2 separate regions of the Mus musculus genome follow, and region 2 is linked to region 1. Evidence: chromatin contacts called from public Hi-C data. All regions are on one chromosome and are shown on one strand. Each heading gives the region's core, a stretch centred on a gene start, on an enhancer-like site or on the middle of the called end of the contact. The rest is flanking DNA. Distances are from core to core; before and after follow the strand shown. Region 1 overlaps Vipr2 (vasoactive intestinal peptide receptor 2). Region 2 has its middle 6.3 kb from the start of Gm46330.

Region 1 (3,670 bases), core at 339-2,838:
TCCTGCTGGGAGCCCAGCCCTTTCCAGAGCAGGAAGGGATGAAAGCTTGCATGACTTAGGGAGTAAAACGCACAGCCCCTCAGACAACAATAGAGCCAGTGAGCGTGTCTCCCTCTTACTTGGCCTCTCTGTCTTCAACAGATAGGTTTCAGATTCTTGGCTTTCAGACATATTTGTCCTGGCTGCTTAGTAAAATATAAGTGCAAACCTTCACATATTGATGAAGACATTAAGTGAGAACTTCCATATGGTCCTTTGATTGAAAATTCCTCTTTACATGTTCTGGTTCATGAGTACCAGGGGTGGTGCTTCCCATTGATGAACAGGAGCAAATCTGATGGGGGTCTCTCCACAGGCATCCCCAGTGTGTGTATAGGTGCATGGACAGCAACTCGCCTCTCTTTAGAAGACACAGGGTAAGTGCTATATGTGCATCCATGCCTGTAAAACAAGGCCTGCTGGTACTGGTAGAATATCTGAGAGCTAAAGAAACTTGTACCGTTAGAGACAAAAGATTTCCAGCCAGTCAAGGCATTTCTAGGCAACATTTAGCACCCCGTGATTAAAAGACATGTAGATGATGGTCATGGGCAAGACTCACTACAAGTCTCAGTATTTAGAAGATGGCCCAAATGAGAGGTGAAAGTTAAGCCATTTCTAAATTTAGCTAAAATCGGGACAAGCCAGGCAGAATGAGTGATATTTTGCATGACTTTTTGGTGTCCCCAAGAGAGCCAAGCAGAAACAAGCAAGTTTATGGGGGGGGGGTCCAGGGGGGAATGCATTAAGATCAGGCTATGTGGCTGCCTGGATAGCCTCTGTGAGCTCCTCCTCTGAGAACTTCTGAGCCTAGAGGTAGTAACAGGCATCCCTAGCCTAGATGTATCTCACAAAAGACCCCAGGGTAACAACTGTCCACTGGAGAGTATATCACTCTGAGTGGTTGGCCTAAGCCAATCTTTCTCTTTAGTCTCTGACTTTACACTGACAACAAAAGTGAAACTCCATCCACCCACCCAGCAGTTGTTCCTCAGCTGAATTCAATGGCCCGGTCACCCTTCGGTAAGCAGGACTGACAACTGAGGTAGTGTCGGCTGGAAGGCACTCTTTGCTCTGTGGTTTGGAGGTCTCAGAGCCAACTCAACTGCCCATGCCACATTGCCAAACAGGCTGGGGCCCTAGGCCATGGAACTCTGCCCTTGCTGGAACAGTCAGCACCTACTGTGAGCTGTAGCCTTGCAAAATCACACTTTTTGCTGGAGATAAACCCTACTGAAAGTCAAGACCACTTCAATCACTCTCAAGGCACATTTTTAATTCTTTGAGACAGAGATATAAACAATTTGGAGGACTATGTTTTCAGAAGGAAGAAAAGAGCCTTCATGGCATCCAGAGCAAGTGAGAGCACATGCCTTGAATTAACTAACATCACAACTGTGAGACTTACCAGCCCAGGAGCTGCACTCCGTGCTACCTCGCCATTAGCAGACTGTCAGGTTGACTCACCCAGGAAAGCCGCTTCACTCTACATGCAGGGCAGTTAGATCTAGTTGGAGGTGACTGTGCAATCAGAGTCTGATTGGCACATTGAGACCGAGAAAGGGGAAAGTTGGTTCTGCAAGCTTCATCTGAGAATCAATCCTCACCCAAACAGTTCTGCCCAGAGCCTGGTTTATATGCTGAGTCAGAGTGACACCAGTTTCTTTCTCTCTAACAGTTGCTGGGACACAAACGACCACAGCATCCCCTGGTGGGTCATTCGGATGCCCATTCTAATTTCTATTGTAGTAAGTAGCTGCCTTTGGAGAGGCTATGCTCTGCTTTTCTTTTGTGTACCTGTACCATACAGAGTATAGCCACCCTGCTTCACTGTGTGTAAGTGGCTACCAACTTCCTACAGGGCCCCATCACCTCCAGAGAAACACCCAGGGAAGAGTGGACTCCAAGGCAATAAGACCAGAAGGATTCTAGACTTGGAGGAGATTAAAATAGTCTGCTGCCCATTTCCAACTGCTCAGTTAACCACAACTTTATGCAGTAGTACCCTCAATGCCCACACGAGGTCCTCTTTGGTGCAGTGGGCAGACCTAGTGCCTGGGGTAGATGGTGGCAAAATCCTATAGATGGGTGATCAGGGATAAGATGTAAAGGTGCTCACAGATCACACAGTCCTTTCTTGTCTCTGTGCAGGTCAACTTTGCCCTCTTCATCAGCATTGTAAGGATCTTACTTCAGAAACTAACTTCTCCAGATGTTGGTGGCAATGACCAGTCACAGTACAAGTGAGTATCTGCTTGTCCAGCATGATATGCAGCAAATATGCAGCAAAGTTCATGGAGAGTAGAGCCTAATGCCAGGATACAGAAGGTCCTCAAGGTACCTAGGTGGCCCTCTAAGGCTCAACGTGCACTGACACTGGAGTCTGCCGGCCCAGCACTCACAGGGGCCAAGAAACCACACTGTAGGATGATGGTGCTAAAAATAAGAACATTCTCTCATGTTTGCCATCATGCATAGAGCCTTCATGTGAGAGTGTTCCTTAAATGTGTGTCCTTTTCTGTGATATCACAGCCTGACATCTAGCTCCCTTTAACCACACATTGTTCTTCGTATGTCTGTCCTCCCAACCAGAACTTGGGGCTGGTCCACACAAGCACAGCTGGCCCTTTGTGCCTAGACCTGCTTTTAGCAGTAATCTGACAAGTGGTGTGTCACTTTGACTGGCACAGACTCATGAATTTTACCAGCTAATTTGTGATAATCCAAGGAATCAGTAGGTTACCCATAATTCACAAAGGAAAAATATATCCCAGCTCAGGTGTGATGTGAACATGATTTCAGCGATGTTGTATTTGGTGCAGCTCAGAGCCTGGGCTCAGTTTGGTGATGCTGTATTTGGTACAGGTCAGGAGCCTGGGTTCAGATGATCCTGTGCTGGCTAAGATCTGCATCACCCTGGGAAGTGATCAGCTCCCAGCCAGTTGGAAGTTAACACCTGCACCCAGGCTGCTTTTCATAGAAAAAAAAAAAATGCAGCGTGATGTGGGTGCTGAGCCAGCAGGATGGCTGAACAGAGAGGGGTCTTCCCTGTATGCTGTCTCCTCTCCTGTAAAATGGAATGGATGTTTGCCTGTTGGGTTTGAGAAACAACTGAAAGACATTCAGTGCCTGGCACAGAAGAATAGAGAAAGGACTTGGTGGGCATTTAAGTCTTAGTTGTGTCATGCTGTGCACAAAATACAAGAAATAAGTTTCTCTTTGTGGAAGAAACCTGCCAGGCCACACATAACAAGGTATAAGCTGCCACATGGTGCCTGATCAGACATAATGGGTCTCATGCATCCCCTCTGCAGCCCTGGAAAGCAGGGCGGGCATTCTTAGTCGCCTTTCAATTGGATTTGGATTTTCGGCAAATCCTGTTTAGTGTCTGTGCTGACCTTTTCTCTGGGCTCCTGGGGAGTGTTAGTGAAGAAGGTCTTTGGATGGATACTTTTATTTTGGAAACAATTATATAGGGTAATGAAGTCTGTGCTCTTCCAGGGTGATGAGAAGGGCAGAGGGCTGTTTCACCCCTTGGGTTGTAGCAAAGAAAGACTAAAGTCCTTCCTCTCCTATAGGCTTTCCTAGGACAGATGTGTAGATAGGTCATGTAAATGTCAGGACCTGGCAG
Region 2 (3,670 bases), core at 315-2,814, 64 kb after region 1:
CTCCTGGTCCTTCAGTAGAGACATTTTCCTGACCTGCACAGCAGCGCTGTATTGTAAGGACACAGCTTGAGAATGTAAACAAAAACTGTTGCCAAAAAACAAAACAAAAAAAAAAAAAAACAAAAAAAACCCCAAAAAACCAAAAACCAAAAACCAAAAGAAACAAAACAAAAAAGAAAAAGAAAAATGGGGCCAGCAAGATGACTCAGTGAGTAAAGGCATTTGCTACCCACATGCAAGTTTGATGGCCATTCGATAGAAAATTGATTCTCTTAACTGTCTTCTGCCTTTCATACACATGCTAGGGCACACACACTTGCACATATTTGGGTACACTCATACGCACCATATACATAAATAAATGCAAAAATAGTTTTAGTTGTAAAAAGAGATTTATTTCTCAGTTCTGAGGGTGAGAAATGTGTTGAGTACTTGCGGGCAGTTTTCATGTCCTCACAGAAGCATCTAATTGGCGCCATTCATACAGACAGGAGTATGGGGCCATCCACTGGTATATGATGAACCTACCAGGTACCATATTCTTAAAGAAAACTGACAGTCCTTCCCCTAGCAGCCACCAGCTGTGAGTAGTTCAGATAGTAGGGGCTTGTGGGTCTCTCTAAATATTGTATGGCTTGCTATTGTGAGGGTCTCGTGGAGGTGACCAGAGCCTCTGGATGTTCATGAGTGCAGTGGTCTTGTCATGTCCAGAAGATAGTGTCTCACCACGTCCTCTCCAAGCTCTGGCTCTTACAGTCTTTCTGCCCCCCTTCTGTGATGTTTCCTGAGCCTTGGGGAGGAGGTGTAACACAGATGTCCCATTTGTGGATGAGTAAGGACTGAAGACCCACTTGTGCTCCTCCTTTAGCTGTCAAGACCACTGGGACAATGATCCTCTAACTGGCATCTCATGCTGGGAAATGGAAAAGAATGAAGCCTGATGCCAGCCAGAGGAGGACCTTGCCTCCCAGAAAGAGATTTCACAAAGTTCTGACCACCACTTGCAGGAGATACAGGGGCTGAGGCAATGGTGGGTCAGCGATGGGTGAAACCACACTGTAACCAGGACTGCTTAGTGTTATCGTGTGTGTGTGTGTGTGTGTGTGTGTGTGTGTGTGTGTGTGTGACTAAGCCTCACATCAGGACCACAAAAATGGATTTAGCTGGAGGCTTTCTTAAAGCCCCATTTGGCTCATGACCACTTGTGGTGCGTCTCTTTGTCCAGTGGGTGCTCTCTGTGACTCAGTGAACCTAAGCTGCCCTCAGATACCCAGCACTAACACAGTCTCCCTGGAAAGAAGGTTATGCTATGAGGTAGGCAGGCATTTCAGCTATTTGGCTTTGATGCATATAAAGAAAATCTTTTAAAAAAAATAAAATGTTTCCCCTGTTTGATCAACGTGGAGAATCCTCTCCTTGGATATAAATAGAAGGGTTGTATTACTGTGAGAGTGTTTAAGCCTACTGCTTCTTGTGTTTGGAATCAAGCATTCAGGCATAAAGTGTGGACAAGTAGGCTGGCCAGAGCTCAGGTGGCTGCTGCTGCCCCCTTGTGCCTGGCATGCCGTACTGCATGATGCTTTTACAAATGCACTTTTGTCTTCTCGGTTGTGAGGGGATAAAGAACCACTTGGTGTGGAGCTATCGGTCAGGTTTCCTCAGGATAAGCTCGCTGAGAACCGGGACAGATACCTTCAGTAATCAGAAGCTGGTGACAACAGGAGCTGCTGGGAGAGGAAGAACTCTACCAGGACCTTCACTCCGTCTCCTCAGGACACCTTGCAGTTGGTGGAGTGGGGAGAACAGATTCTGGAAAGGGCAGGGACCTAGAAACTGCACATCTCGGACACCCTCAGCCCCACCAACAGGCCTGTGTTTCGCACAAGTCTTGTTCTGTGAGGCAGGGCTCACCACGGTGCTAAGCAGAACGTTGAAAGGCAAAGATCTCACAAACCTACGCCGTGAACCCGCAAGTCCCAGACCTGACAAGACCCCTCTCCCTAGCCCTAACCCCAGCCTACCCTAATGCTAACCCTAAAGCTCAGGAGGAGGAAAGGCATGACTGCCAGGAGGAAGGGTAATGACTTAAGCAAGAGAAATGTGATGCTATAAACCCCAGGAAACCACTAAGAGCTGTAACTGATACATCAACATGACACACCAAGTGGAATCACTATAAACACTCACTCAATGTACTCAAGGCAAAAAAAAAAGGGAAACTAAAATACAGCAATAATTCTGGAAAGCCCTTTTATTCTTATTCCTTCCCTCCCACCCATAGCATTGAGTTGCATCAGGCTCCTCAGGGATCCCAGCCTTTCTTCCAGCAGCTGAACCCTCTCCTCACGGTGTCATGCCATGCTACTCCAGCATCCTCACAGGATATTTATGTTCATTTGTTTTATTAGCAATGACCAATACTACACAGAAACCAGGGGAGGAACAGCTTAAGGAGAGGAGAACTTTATTCTTTCATCGCTTGAGGGGGCTCAATCCATTGCGGTGGTAGTGGCGTGTGTGTGTGTGTGTGTGTGTCTGTGTGTGTGCTTGTGCGTGTTCATGTGTGTTTGTGTTGTGTGTCTGTGTGTGTGGTGTAGTACTGTGGTGTGGTGTGGTAGAGCAGTTCACATCACGGAGGGCCAGGAAGCAGAGAGAGGGCAATGCTGCCCTCATCTGGTTCTAGGGCCTCAGCCCTAGAAATAATGTGGCCCATATTCCAGAGTGGGTCTTCTCCGCGGTGAAATCTTTTCTGAACTATACTCATAAACATAGCCGGAGGTGTTCCTCCATTTCCTAGATGACTCTCTATCCAGCCAAGATCACATTAAGGATCAAACATGGCAAAACACTCCCATGTCGAATCCACCTCATGCTTGGCTTTGCCCTTCCCTCAAACTAAAACACTAAGAATGCTGTATACTCCCAGCTAGTGGGAGATTTTCTGATATACAAACTGCAGGCTACTATGGTTATCTTCTGTCCTTCACTGTCCCAAATGTTCTAAACAGAGTATTCAAAGAAAGAAAATGTATTTTCCATATATGGTACTACTAATGCAGCTCTTCCAACCTTCATGTCCCCAGGATTCCTCTGAGAAATTTATAATTTGGAGTGTCAAGTTATAAATGATGATAAATGATCACTGGGTTGGATTATTCCATAATCGAGAGGAGCATCCCACCTCCCTGGGATATACACATGCTGGCCAGGAAAAGCTGCAACAGGAAGCAGACCTGGTTTTCCACTTGTTTCCCTGAGCTGTTATGGGATGCTATTTGGGTTTTTTGCTGTCACTGGTGGTGAGAGGCTGCAGTGGGCAGGGCAATCACACTTTGGCTTCATTCTGCACAGGTGTTGCCAACACTCAGGAGAGAGGGTGGCCATTACTAGAGGCCAAGAGAGCCCATTTCAATGAAGTGTAGAGGGGATAATACATTGGGTTGTCATCCCTAGAGAAGAGAGGCCCCTTTTCCTTCCTCTATAAAATCTTGGCACTTCCTGTGTAAATCACAGGACACTCAGCTATAGAGCCTGAGAAGGAAACTTTCTAACACTGTGGGAGTGGAGGCTGCAAATACTGAGAAAAGAACAGTCTCTCAACCCTGTGTACACTCAGCACATGGCTCTGGGTCACAGATAATGTGCCATATCAAATATACACAGCCTTCTA

Evidence for each region. A called contact is a pair of places that touch in the nucleus more often than the background predicts.
Region 2: a Hi-C map of group 2 innate lymphoid cells shows a contact between it and region 1, with 4 times the contacts expected there. The contact joins two enhancer-like sites. A contact is called at or near these places in 2 of 15 datasets of contacts at CTCF or cohesin (CD8 T cells and pro-B cells), 76 of 484 Hi-C or Micro-C datasets (8-cell embryo, the AML12 cell line, the BV-2 cell line and 50 more), 7 of 115 datasets of contacts at active chromatin or transcription factors (CD8 T cells, the HPC-7 cell line, bone marrow-derived dendritic cells and 3 more) and 3 of 9 other capture datasets (adipose tissue, liver and pancreatic islet).

The regions. Positions count from the first base shown.
Region 1 is chr12:116,136,958-116,140,627 of GRCm38.p6, forward strand. It overlaps Vipr2 (vasoactive intestinal peptide receptor 2), which reads left to right. Exons shown (of 13, transcript NM_009511.2): 8 at 356-416; 9 at 1,718-1,787; 10 at 2,191-2,282. Among named protein-coding and RNA genes, the nearest start is that of Gm20658, 27 kb to the left of the region's middle. Within about 2 kb of position 1,589, at least 54 of the 459 cell types and tissues checked have an H3K27ac peak or open chromatin away from gene starts, as enhancers often do. A contact at or near this core is called in group 2 innate lymphoid cells, where this site is marked.
Region 2 is chr12:116,201,252-116,204,921 of GRCm38.p6, forward strand. No RefSeq gene overlaps it. Among named protein-coding and RNA genes, the nearest start is that of Gm46330, 6.3 kb to the left of the region's middle. Within about 2 kb of position 1,565, at least 23 of the 459 cell types and tissues checked have an H3K27ac peak or open chromatin away from gene starts, as enhancers often do. A contact at or near this core is called in group 2 innate lymphoid cells, where this site is marked.